Regions from separate parts of the Mus musculus genome. Here all the other regions are linked to region 1. A link is a contact called in public HiChIP or PLAC-seq data. All regions are on one chromosome and are shown on one strand. The core of a region is the stretch at or near the end of the contact, and the rest is flanking DNA. Distances in the headings are between cores, read along the strand shown.

What was found. HiChIP or PLAC-seq counts read pairs in DNA pulled down with a chosen protein or histone mark.
Region 2: an H3K4me3 HiChIP or PLAC-seq map of pro-B cells shows a contact between it and region 1, with 2.2 times the contacts expected there. The contact joins the promoter of Bfsp2 here to the promoter of Topbp1 in region 1. A contact is called at or near these places in 2 of 39 promoter capture datasets (the C10 cell line and pre-B cells), 4 of 484 Hi-C or Micro-C datasets (CD8 T cells, nephron progenitors, pre-B cells and 1 more), 4 of 115 datasets of contacts at active chromatin or transcription factors (the 230-238 cell line, large pre-B cells, memory CD8 T cells and 1 more) and 3 of 9 other capture datasets (adipose tissue, liver and pancreatic islet).
Region 3: an H3K4me3 HiChIP or PLAC-seq map of the 230-238 cell line shows a contact between it and region 1, with 12 read pairs. The contact joins the enhancer-like site here to the promoter of Topbp1 in region 1. A contact is called at or near these places in 2 of 39 promoter capture datasets (the C10 cell line and pre-B cells), 4 of 115 datasets of contacts at active chromatin or transcription factors (the 230-238 cell line, the SCID.adh cell line, embryonic stem cells and 1 more) and 1 of 9 other capture datasets (liver).

Annotation. Positions count from the first base shown.
Region 1 is chr9:103,303,522-103,307,383 of GRCm38.p6, reverse strand. Topbp1 (topoisomerase (DNA) II binding protein 1) reads right to left here and starts at 2,057. Exons shown (of 28, transcript NM_176979.5): 1 at 2,013-2,057; 2 at 1,197-1,287. The coding sequence starts at 1,280.
Region 2 is chr9:103,478,532-103,482,393 of GRCm38.p6, reverse strand. It overlaps Bfsp2 (beaded filament structural protein 2, phakinin), which reads left to right and starts at 2,146. Exons shown (of 7, transcript NM_001002896.3): 1 at 2,146-2,659. The coding sequence starts at 2,168. All of the region lies in intron 2 of Gm16252 (a long non-coding RNA gene), which reads right to left.
Region 3 is chr9:103,457,812-103,461,673 of GRCm38.p6, reverse strand. The region is part of intron 1 of Bfsp2 (beaded filament structural protein 2, phakinin); the gene reads left to right. It overlaps 5830418P13Rik (RIKEN cDNA 5830418P13 gene), which reads right to left. Exons shown (of 6, transcript NR_040466.1): 6 at 414-1,855. Among named protein-coding and RNA genes, the nearest start is that of Gm16252, 12 kb to the left of the region's middle. Within about 2 kb of position 2,168, at least 6 of the 459 cell types and tissues checked have an H3K27ac peak or open chromatin away from gene starts, as enhancers often do. A contact at or near this core is called in the 230-238 cell line, where this site is marked.

The sequences.
Region 1 (3,862 bases), core at 808-3,307:
ACCTAGTACCTTATACAAGACCCTAGTCTATAATCTTAAGAGAAATAGTTTGCTTTTTTTTAAATTCAGTTTTAAGCTGTAACCCTTCCATGTCTTTCTCCTCCAACAAACATCCTCTGGAAAACCTTAAATTGTTTTGGCTTTTTCTTTTTCATTTTCCCACAGTACTAGACCCCTTATAACACATTACATAGGTACTAGGTTTTGGGGCACACACCTGTAATCTCAGCATGCAGGAAACTGAGGCAGAAGCACAGAGTTCCAGATCAGTCTGGGCTACACTGTGAGACTCAGTCTCAACTCTTTCACTGCCCCCATACTGTGTAGTTTCTTGCTTATCACCTGATTAATACCGATTTCCTGTTCTATGTATGCTGAAAGAGGAGAGATATTTGCTTGTTCTGATCATTGGTGTACCCCAAGTATTATGCTAGAGGAAAACCTGTCAGATGACGGACACTCAATTGATGATTGCTAAGTGAGTGAACTTTAAAAAACAAAACAAACAAACAAACAAAAAAAAAACAGCTAACTTCTCAAACCTGAATATGCACTGGGACTTTTGTTTAAAATGCATATTCTAATTGTCAAATGTGGGTTGGGATCCCAAGGCTCTGCATTTCTAATAGATTCCCAAGCTACAAGGACATTACTAGGGTTTGTGAATGGCAAAGCTCAAAACTACTCCCATCATTCATTCATTCATGAATATGTGTGTGTGTGTGTGTGTGTGTGTGTGTGTGTGTGTGTGTGTGTATGAGAGACAGAGAGAGAGAGACAGAGAGAAAGAGAGAGAGCAAGCAATGAACCAAAACTATTGCATTGTGACTCCGTTTTTCAGTGCTTAAAGGATCAATGGGGTTAGTAAACAAAACAAGTCAGGAACTCTAAGTCAGAGGACTGGGAAGATGGCTCAGACACACACACAAACAGACACAGACCGGGCGGGGGTAGGGGATCAAACTGTAGGTTAACATCCAATTGTCACAATAGATTTCAATCCTCCCAAAAAATATAATGGTAAACTTGCATCAACTAAAAATTATATAGCAGTGATTTATCTGTATTAAGCATATGCTATAGCAAAATTTCATTAAAATTATCTACTTCTAAGACATAAAATCCAACAAAGCAAAAACATTTAAAACATGAAAATGAGCTCAAGTATCAAATAAGACATATCCATTAATTCTTACCTCAAGAGCTTTAAAAAAGCATTCTGAATTGTCCGAAGACTTTAAAAACTTCACAAGAAACGGCTCTTGGTCATTTCTGGACATAGCTGAACTGTGAGAATAAGGCAGTCAAGAAGAACAAAAGTCAGTCAGTCAATCAGGGAATTAAATGTACAAGTCAACTATTTTTGTAGGGTTTTTGGTTTTTTTTTTTTTTTTTTTTAGTTTTGAGACAAGCCCTGGCAGTCCTGGAATTCGCTCTGTAGACTAGGTCTGCCTGGCACTCAAGAGATGCTCGGCCTCTGCCTCACTCAAGCTGGCAAAAAAGGGAGTGTGCCACTACCGCCCGGCCTGCAAATCAACTATTTTCTTATGCAGACAAGAGTGCCTAAGACATAGCTATCTGGCTTGGTTCATCAATTCATTCAAGATGTTTACAAAGGGCCCCAGAAGGTGGGCAAAGTCGAAGAAGAAAAAAAAGGACACGGATCCTTGCAAACGTGAGAACAAAATGAACGTTCCTGATTGAATCCCCTGAGACCCTTGGTTTGGTCCTCAGTCACTCACTGTTCACTTGCATGGGGCTTAAGACGACGCAGGGCGCCGCTGCGGCTACGGGTACCCACAGCCCGCAAGATTTGCTCCTAAGTTAACGAACTCTGAACGCAAGCAGCCACCGTGCAAGGTCGTGCACGCTCGGCCCAGCTCCCAGGGAAAGGAGCGTCCAGGCCGCGGCTCCCCAGGGACCTGAGGCCCACCCGCCGGTTAGGAGAGGCGCGAAGGCCGCAAGAGGCGCCGGGCGGCCACGCCGGCCGGGAGGAGCCGAAGCTCGCTCACCTAGGTGGAGCCCGAGGGCCCACGGGCACCAAGTCGGGGGGCGCGCGGCCGGCAGGACGGCGGCTGGGGTCGGGCGCCAGCCCGGCGCGCAGCCCCCGCCCTCGGCGGCGCCCCCAACCCGAAGCTAACGCTGCAGAACCCGGAAGGGCCAAGACCGGGAACCGACTTTCGCGCCAACCGAGCGGACGCCACACCTCTTCCGGAGGAAGTGGCGTCATCGGGGCCCCCGCTCTGGGAAGCGGAGCGGTCGGAAGAGGGCGGTCCTTGGGCACGCTTTCCCGAGATGCTCTGGGGTCTGGGTTTGCGGCAACAGTTTCGGCTGCGGCGCAGCTCATCGTTCGTGGCGAGGGCCTGCGGGCGGCCGGACCGATCAGCCTTAAGTCCAGAACGTGCAGAAGTGGGGCGAGGGGGTCCAGTGGCGAGTTCTCCTGACGGTGCCGGGGCAGCGCATGAAGCTAATAGCGGCTTGTGGGTGGGAGGATGTTAAGAAAGTCAAGGTCTGACTCCCCAAAGTGGATGAACAATCAATCCTTACCAAAGCCAAAAACAGTAACGGAAAGAAGACTGGGTGATGAAAGGCACGCTAGATTATTGATTAGGTTATATTCACATTCAAGACTTTTAAAATATGTATTTCTAAGCCGAGCAGTGGTAGAGCACACCTTTAATCCCAGCACTTGGGAGGCAGAGGCAGGCGGATTTCTGAGTTGCCAGCCTGGTCTACAAAGTGAGTTCCAGGACAGCCAGGACTATATAGAGAAACCTGTCTTGAAACTCCACCCCCCCCCCCCCAAAAAAAAGTATTTCTAGATATCCTCTATCAGGTGTATAATTGGCAAAGATTTTCTCCCATCTGTATGCTTATTCATTTGATTAATTTTTCTTTGCTGTGCACAACCTTTTAACTTCACGCAATCCCATTTCATTTGTCCGTTGTTCGTATTATATCCTGAGCAACTAGGGCCCTATTCAGAAAGCCCTTGACTATTTTGGTTTCAGGATTTCAGTTCTGACATTAAGGTCTTTAATCCATTTGGAGTTGATATTTGTGTAACGCAAGAGAGATTAAGATCTAGTTTCCTTCTTTTATGTATGGCTATCCAATTTTCCCGGCACAGTTTATTACAGAAGTTGGTTTTTTTCTTTTCTGATGTGTACTTCCGGCATTTTGTGACAAAGAATCTTTACTTAGCCAAACCTGTAGTCTGACTACTGGTCGTTCTCCTTGTAAAAATCCAGTTAGATCCTGCCACCTTTGATAGCTCATGCCCTTTCTCATTTTTCACTGTCCCCAGGTAATATCTGACTATTCTGGCCTATCTACAGTAAGAAAACTCTTAGGTTCTAACCAAAACCCCATTCTTATGTTACCTCTTAAAAGTTGCTAAGGGTAGCCGGGGGCAGTGGTGGATCACGCCTTTAATCCCAGCACTCAGGAGGCAGAGACAGAGGCAGGCGGGATTTCTGAGTTCAAGACCAGCCTGGTCTACAAAGTGAGTTCCAGGACAGTCTGGGCTACACAGAGAAACCCTGTCTCGAAAAACAAACAAACAAACAAACAAACAAAAACAAAAAAAAGTTGCTAAGGGTAAATTATTGATAAAATGCTGAATTATTAGCCACCCCCAGCTTTATTTTATTTTATTTTATTTTTTGAGACAGAGTTTCTGCATAGCCTTGGCTGTCCTGGAACTCACTGTGTAGGACAGGTTGGCCTTGAACTCAAGAGATCTTGCCTTTGCCTCCCGGAATGCTGAGATTAAAGGTATGCCACCACGCCCAACACAAACTCTATTCTTTTAAGTACAATATATTTAGGGTTGCTGGTCACTGTAGTGATTATAATGGTC
Region 2 (3,862 bases), core at 897-3,396, 170 kb before region 1:
CCTATAACTACTGACTGGCCTTTACTTGATTCAATTGGCTCCTTAATTTGTTAATCAGATAAACAACACCGATGTTTAATCTTGTGTCGCCTGAGATGTAGGGAGGTACCTTAGTAAAGTATCTTACAATCAGGATCCAAATTCGATCCCCAGAACCCATGTACAGAACCTGGGTGTGGCGACACTTGTGTCTAGCACTGGGTAGGCAGAGCCAGGCAGATCCCTGAGGCTCACTGACCTACAAGTCTAGCCTAATTGGGGAGTTCCAGACCAACAGGGGACCCTGTCTCAATAAGGTCGACAGCCCCTGAGGATGGCCCTAAAGTTGATCTGCGGTCTCCACATAAACACACAAAAGTAACAAAGTCCCTCTTACATTGTCTCGAGTAAACAAAACGGGAGGAGAAATGTTGCAGTTTTCATAAAGAATGGAAACTAAAAGCACACAAAATTCTAGCAGATGAGCAGCCATGTAACCCTGGTGAGTGGTAACTCCCAGAGACAACCTTATACATTCTGGATTAAAGAGGCTTTCTCAGCTCTGTACATTCTGGCCATGGGATCCCTGGGTCTTTTATCACAAAGGGAAATAATAGTACCTATGAGATAATCCTTCTGAAATTGTACATTATGCACCCCAAACAGCAGTACATGTCAACTGTCTATTTTCCCGAGTTCTAAAGTTGAACTGAAAAAAAAAATCAGAAAATGGAATTATGCTCAGAATTGGATATACTCAGTACCCACCAGAAATTGATTCCTGTTGCCTTCTCTTGCCTGGAGTCAACTCTCACATTACAGGATCAAGGAATCCAAGGTCCATCTCTGGACTTGGGGTGCATGCTTTCAATACACTAAAACCTCACTCAGCACATGGTGTTTTAGGGCTATGTCATGCTCAGGCTGAAGGGACCATTCTAGCCCCCCAAAGTGATTGGGATATAACCATTGACAGTGTGACTTGGAAGATGCCAAAGGCCAGGATTAAAACCTGAGGTGCCTACTCACAACCATCTGTAACTCCTGTTCCAGGGGATCTGACACCCTCACACAGATATGCATGCAGTCAGATCACCAATGTACATAAAATAAAAAGAAAAGAAAAACCTGAGGTGCTGAAAAAACCCAAACTTGGAGCACCCCTGGGTACTTTCCAGAAATCCCTTTGTTGTTCTCCCTTCTTGGTTTTATTAAAGGGTGTGACAGAGGTGGAAGGGAGACCAGAGCCTAACAGCTGCCCTGCAGCTCAGGTCCTAAAACGTCTGCTGGCTGTGTCAGAGTTAGCAATCAAGCAGCATGTACCACAAGGTCTAGAGGAGAAGAAACATGGCCAACGGCCAGCTGCTGACAAGCAGAGTGTCAGAGGGCAGACATGAGGGGGAGGGGAGGACGGAGCTGGAAGGGGCCTGGAATGGCTACTGGACCTGAAGGAAGAAAGCATGACCAGGCTTGCTTTGTTTCCCTTGGGCCTGTGGGGCTGCCTTCCTCCATGGCTGGCTCCTTTGTGCGCGCACACACCTGCACACATGCATACACAAAGAGATGCGGACATCCTCTGTAATTAGCCCAGAGGCCCTTACACGGAGTCCCAGCTTGTAGTGTGAGATATGGATATCAGAACACGTGTCATCTAAGGTTCTGTAGCCTGTTTGCTCACCAGTGAAGTAGGGACAGTTTGTTGCCTGCCTGGCCCTCTCTGTGGTAGTGACATAATAAAAGCCATGGACTGGGGTTCATAGTATGCATGAGACCCTGGATTCTATTGCAGGAATTGGAGGCAGAAGAATCAAAAATTTAAAGTCATCCTGGCTGCATAAGGATTTTGAGGCTTATCTACATTAGAGACCATTTCTAAAAAGAAATAGGCAAATCTAGATGATCCATTCCCACAGGCTGCACTGCTACACCCCACCCCCACCCCCACCCCCACCCCAGAAAAGTCTGGACGGCTGGGCACATGACCCAGCAACAGAGAATGCCTGTGTGCCTCTCACAGGCTGGTGGGGCGGTTCTCTTCCAGCTCAATGAATGCCCGAAGCTCATGGAAGGCAGTAGACAAAGAACACGGGACAGGGAAGCTTCCAGAGAGGCCCATGACCAGGCTGGGGCTGGCAACCAAAAGCCCCTGGACCCTGTAAACCTGCCAGGCACCACAGAGGCAGAGAGGATGAGCAAGAGGAGAGTGGCAGCGGACTTGCCCTCGGGAACCAACTCCAGCATGCCCGTGCAGAGGCACAGGGTGTCATCCCTCAGGGGAACACACTCTCCATCCTCCCTGGATAGCCCCCCAGCATCCAGGACCAGTGCTGTGGGTAGCCTCGTCCGTGCCCCTGGGGTCTATGTAGGAGTCGCACCCAGTGGTGGCATAGGTGGTCTCGGTGCCCGAGTGACCCGCCGGGCCCTGGGCATCAGCAGTGTCTTTCTACAGGGCCTGCGGAGTTCAGGCCTTGCCAACGTGCCTGCTCCGGGCCCAGAAAGGGATCACACTACTGTTGAGGACCTGGGGGGCTGCCTAGTGGAATATATGACCAAGGTGCATGCTCTGGAGCAAGTCAGCCAGGAACTGGAAACACAACTGCGGGCTCACCTGGAGAGCAAGGCCAAGAGCTCTGGAGGCTGGGATGCCCTCCGCGCCTCCTGGGCCAGCAGCTACCAGCAGGTAAGTCCCCCAGCTGTGTCTAGAGGCTTGCTAGAGGTCTGAGAGGGGATGGTGAAGGTAGCAGCAAAGATGGTGGGTGATCAGAGGCCAGGGAAGTAGATCTCTTCCATACCAAAACTGATGGTCTAGTGTTAACACTGGCTGCCATTCACTAAGGCTGACCAGGAGCCAGGACCCCCTAGGCATAATGCAACCCCCCCAAAAAAAATTTCCAACAATGTTCTGTAACCAATCTCTCACCACATACAGTTTTCAGATGAGAAACACAAGGTCCCCCAGTTCACCAGCTAATTGAGCAGCTGTTCTCAACCTGTGGGTCTCAGCCCCTTTGGGAGTCACATGCAGATATCCTGCATATCAGATGTCTACATTATGAGTCATAACAGTAGCAAGAGTACAGTTAGGAAGTAGCAATAATTTTATGGCTAGGGGGTCACCACAACATGAGGAACTGTACTAAAGGGTCGCAGTGTTAGGAAGGTTAAGAACCACTATATTGGCAAGATGCAGCAGATATCTGACCCTGGATTTTCTTTCCTCAGAGTTACACTTGTCCTGCTATCTGGGGTTGCCTCTGTCACTTTGATGGTTTTCAAGCCATCAAAGAACCCAATACCATTGAGTGGATGTGCTAGTTTACATAACTACTAAATAAATGGAGGGGTGCTTCTATATCCAGATAAAATGGGTATACGGGATTGTCAGGGTTTCTATTCCTGCACAAACATCATGACCAAGAAGCAAGTTGGGGAGGAAAGGGTTTATTCAGCTTATACTTCCATACTGCTGTTCATCACCAAGAAAGTCAGGACTGGAACTCAAGCAGGCCAGGAAGCAGGAGCTGATGCAGAGGCATGGAGGGACGTTCTTTACTGGCTTGCTTCCCCTGGCTTTCTCAGCCTGCTCTCTTAACCAAGACCACCAGCCCAGAGATGGCACCACCCACAAGGGGACCTCCCCCCTTGATCACTAATTGAGAAAATACCTTACAGCTGGATCTCGTAGAAGCATTTCCCCAACTGAAGCTCCTTTCTCTGAGATAACTCCAGCCTGTGTCAAGTGATAACTCCAGCCTGTGCCAAGTTGACACAAAACTAGCCAGTACAGGGATCAATAGGAATATGGATATTACTAGTAATTTTCAACTTCCTACTACCTATGGTGTGTGTGCACGCGCGCTCATAAACTAGTGAAGTTGGTGTT
Region 3 (3,862 bases), core at 919-3,418, 150 kb before region 1:
GTCATCGAAAAGTGTCTCCTCTGTCCCCTCTTCCCTTCACCCCCACAACCAACCTTGTCGATACCACCACCCTTTATCATTAGGAGGATAAATTCCCCATACAGGCCTAAGACCCTTCCCTGGTCCTCAGCACCCTCTTTAGTGCTGCACTCTTCCCTCCCTCACATTCCACATCACACCTGTACCATGTTCAGAGTCTTACTACAGCTGCCAGGGAAGTCCCTGCCCTCTCTCATTCGTTATCTCTGAGTCCTTCCTTCCGTAGGTGGCCTTTGCTTGCTCTTTGAGCCTCATCTCCCATAGTAGCTGCTCATTCTCCAATAGCAGGCACAGAACCTGCTGCCAGAAAACCGTAATCATATGCAGAAGGGACAAGGGCAAGAATGAATAAGGCTATACAGAGAAAGGCATATACGAAATGAACATTATTGTAATGTAGGATTTATGAGACAACCAGGGTTGTAAGGAATGACAGGTGATCCAGGTGTCACAGGCAACCACATGAACAAGAGTAAGGGCAGTCTAGAAGGAGCGATTGTTCCACAAGCCACTGATTCTCCAAGGTGTGTGGGGGAGGGGCGGGGATGGGAAAGAGGGAGAGAGAGAGAGAGAGCCTGTCCAGCAAGCTGCCTGGCACACTCTGAGTAGACAGTGAATGGCAGCCATTATTTGATGGTTGTGATTCCTCTCTACACAAAAACATTTATTCAACACAGGAGAGGGGGTGGATGGTTAAAACACAGATTCTTATAATGCAGCTTCAGAAATCCTGATCTTACACTGACGTGGGGTATGGTCCTTTCCCATGAGCTCCCAGGGATGCTGGGGACTGCCCTTGAAGAACCACTAGATCCTAAAGACACCTCCATGAGGAGGGCTAGGGGGAAATAAACCTCTGACAGCCATCCCTCCCTCAACAGCCATCCCTCCCTCAACAGCCATCCCTCCCTCCACAGCAACAGCCATCACCATGTCTTCTGTTCCTCACCAGCCCCTCAGAATTTACTCTATAACCCACCGCAGCCTCTCACTGCCCATCTCTGGAATCCATCCAAGATGTCCTCTAGAAAAGCATGTGTTTCTCCCTCTGTCGCTACTTACAGGTCCCGAGCCTCTTTCCCTCAAGACCACGCAATCCCACAATCAGTTCTTACTGACATTGCTCTGATGAGCCAGGTTTGTCAGCCCTGTGTTGCTGTAACAAAATACCTGGATAAATGACTTTAAATGGAAGAAAGGCTTCTTTTTCTTTCACAGTTTGAAGCCTTTCGGTCCAGTCAGCCAGCATCATTGTTTCTGGGCTGTGGTGAGGCGGAACATTATGGTGGAAGGGAAAGCTGATGACCTCAGGATGGCCAGGAAGCAGGAACAGAGGAAAGGTCATGGAAATACACAGCCCCAAGAACATGTCCCAGGGGGCTACTTCCCCATAACTAGGCTTCCAACCTCATTAAGTTTTTAGAACCTTCCAAAATAGCTCCACCACCTGAGTATTGAGGCATAACACTTAAGTCTGGGGGAGGGGACAGTATATATTCATATCACCACATACTGTCTCCTTGAGTGGGGAACCTGGCATTAAAGCATATAGTTGTGACAGTGGCATTTCAGGTCAGAGGGAGAGTAGGGGGTGAGGACACCCCACTGTTAGCTCTCCCAGCTCTCCCTATAGCAAGCTTCCAGCCTGCCTGCCGTTCAGTGTTACTAATGAAGACCACAAGTCATTCATTTCTACCTTCTCTCCCTAGAGAGAAGGGCCACGTGGCTCCAAGGTCACAGGTAGCTCTTCTTATGGATGTCTCATCTGTCCAATGGCTGTTCATGGTGACATTTGGTATTTTCACTGGCTTCTCTCCTGGAAAGAAAGTTGCACAGAGGCAATGTTAATTTGTATCCTCTTCAGCTGTAAATCAGTGAGGACCAGATAATTAATGTACACCTCTCAGAGCTTAAAATAGAAATACTCTTTCTTCTCCTGAGAAAATGTTCAGCAGGAAAGTTCCCTGGCTACAAAGCTCATCCCCCAGACCCATACAGTCATGTGGTTCTGGAAGCAAAACAAGGGACTGGGGCTTGAAGAGAAAGAGGATTGTATCAGTGGGGTTGGGCTAGAAATCTCAGAACCTATGAGAAAGATATTTATCTTCATGGTGCAACCCAAAGAGGAACTGAGAGTCTTGGCTGTCTGCATGTGGAGAGCAAAGAAACCAAGGAGCAAGGAGACAGCGATCCAGGAGGGTCACTAAATTATGATGAGCCTTTTAGCTTATAATACACACACATGCACAAACATACAACAGAATGTGTATGCACACAAACACACACACATAAACACATACATACACACATATACACTCACTCATGCACATGTACACATACAGAAACACACATATACACACAAACACATACACACGTAAACACACACATATACAAGCACAATACAATATTAACATTCCCTCAAGAGAATGTGCATGCACACAAACACACACATACACACACACACACACATATACAACCATACACACATACAAACACACACATACACACACACACACACACGCTTTTGAGCACACATACACACATGCTGACATGGGGTGGCATTGTGGCTCTGTGACATTTCCAGCTCTGTGACTTGGGACAACTTCAGTTCTCTGAGCAATAATATTCTTTCCAGTGACGTGAAGGTGTTGACAGCTTTAAACCAGTGCCACAAGCATTTAATGAAGTTGTGAATATCCAGTACTGATGTCAAGGTGGGGCATATTTAGCATGAACAATTGTCTCCCTACAAATAAATCCTGTGGTTTATAGTGTTTGCCAATTTCCCTGGTGCAAATACTCTGACCTTGGCTGATATCAAGTTACCAACATCTCACTAATACAGGGCTGGAAAGAGATACAGGGTTCCATAATGTAGCATTTCCAACATCCAGACAGAGTCAAAGCAGGTAACTTCAAAATCATTACATTTTGAAAGGGGCAGGGACTACTGCCTTTTGAGTATGTACTGACTTTGTTTTTAAGCAACTAATTGTAAGCTCACATAATTTAATTCTTCACGATGGCATGTTTAACCAGCTCAAAACTCCTAAAATATTTAGTGGTTCACTATCTGAGCCCGGACAAGCTGGCTCAGGCATTATGCTGGGTCCAGGCTAAGACAGTTAATAAACACAGCTTCTCTGACCTCTTCCCTTCCTAGCTTCAGCTCTGGGAAGGCTTCCTGAAGATTTTCCCTTACAGGCCCCATGCTTTGCTTTTGGTCAGGACCCCTCTCTGGGCCACCATACCAGTTCTGAGTCTATTTTTGTTTTTTTGGTTTTTTTTTCCAAGACAGGGTTTCTCTGTGTAGCCCTGTCTGTCCTGGAACTCACTTTGTAGACCAGGCTAGCCTTGAACTCAGAAATCCGCCTGCCTCTGCCTCCCAAGTGCTGGGATTAAAGGTGTGCACCACCACCGCCTGGCTTTTTTTTTTTTTTTTTTTTTCTGAGTCTATATAAACCCCAGCAAAGGTTCTAACCCTCCTTATACCACATAACTGGTCTTTTTTGGACACATCTCTTCCTGGTTAGGAAAGGCAGTGGTGGCTACTGCAGGGTCCTCTGTGGTGAGGAGGGGAGACTGTTAATTTATTTTAGGATCTCTGTCTGGGAAGACAGTGGGAAAGCAGGGCCAGCAGGCTGTACGTTGGCAAGCCGGAGCCTATAATCGGCCCCCACTTGAGGGTGGAATAAATCTTTGATTGTTACTAAACACCAGCAAAAAGCAGGAAGGCCCTCTGCCTCCCCCAGCCCTGAGCCCGCACAGCCTCAGAGCACAGACATTTGGACAAAGCCACCCTATCTGCCCCGCAGGCACTATC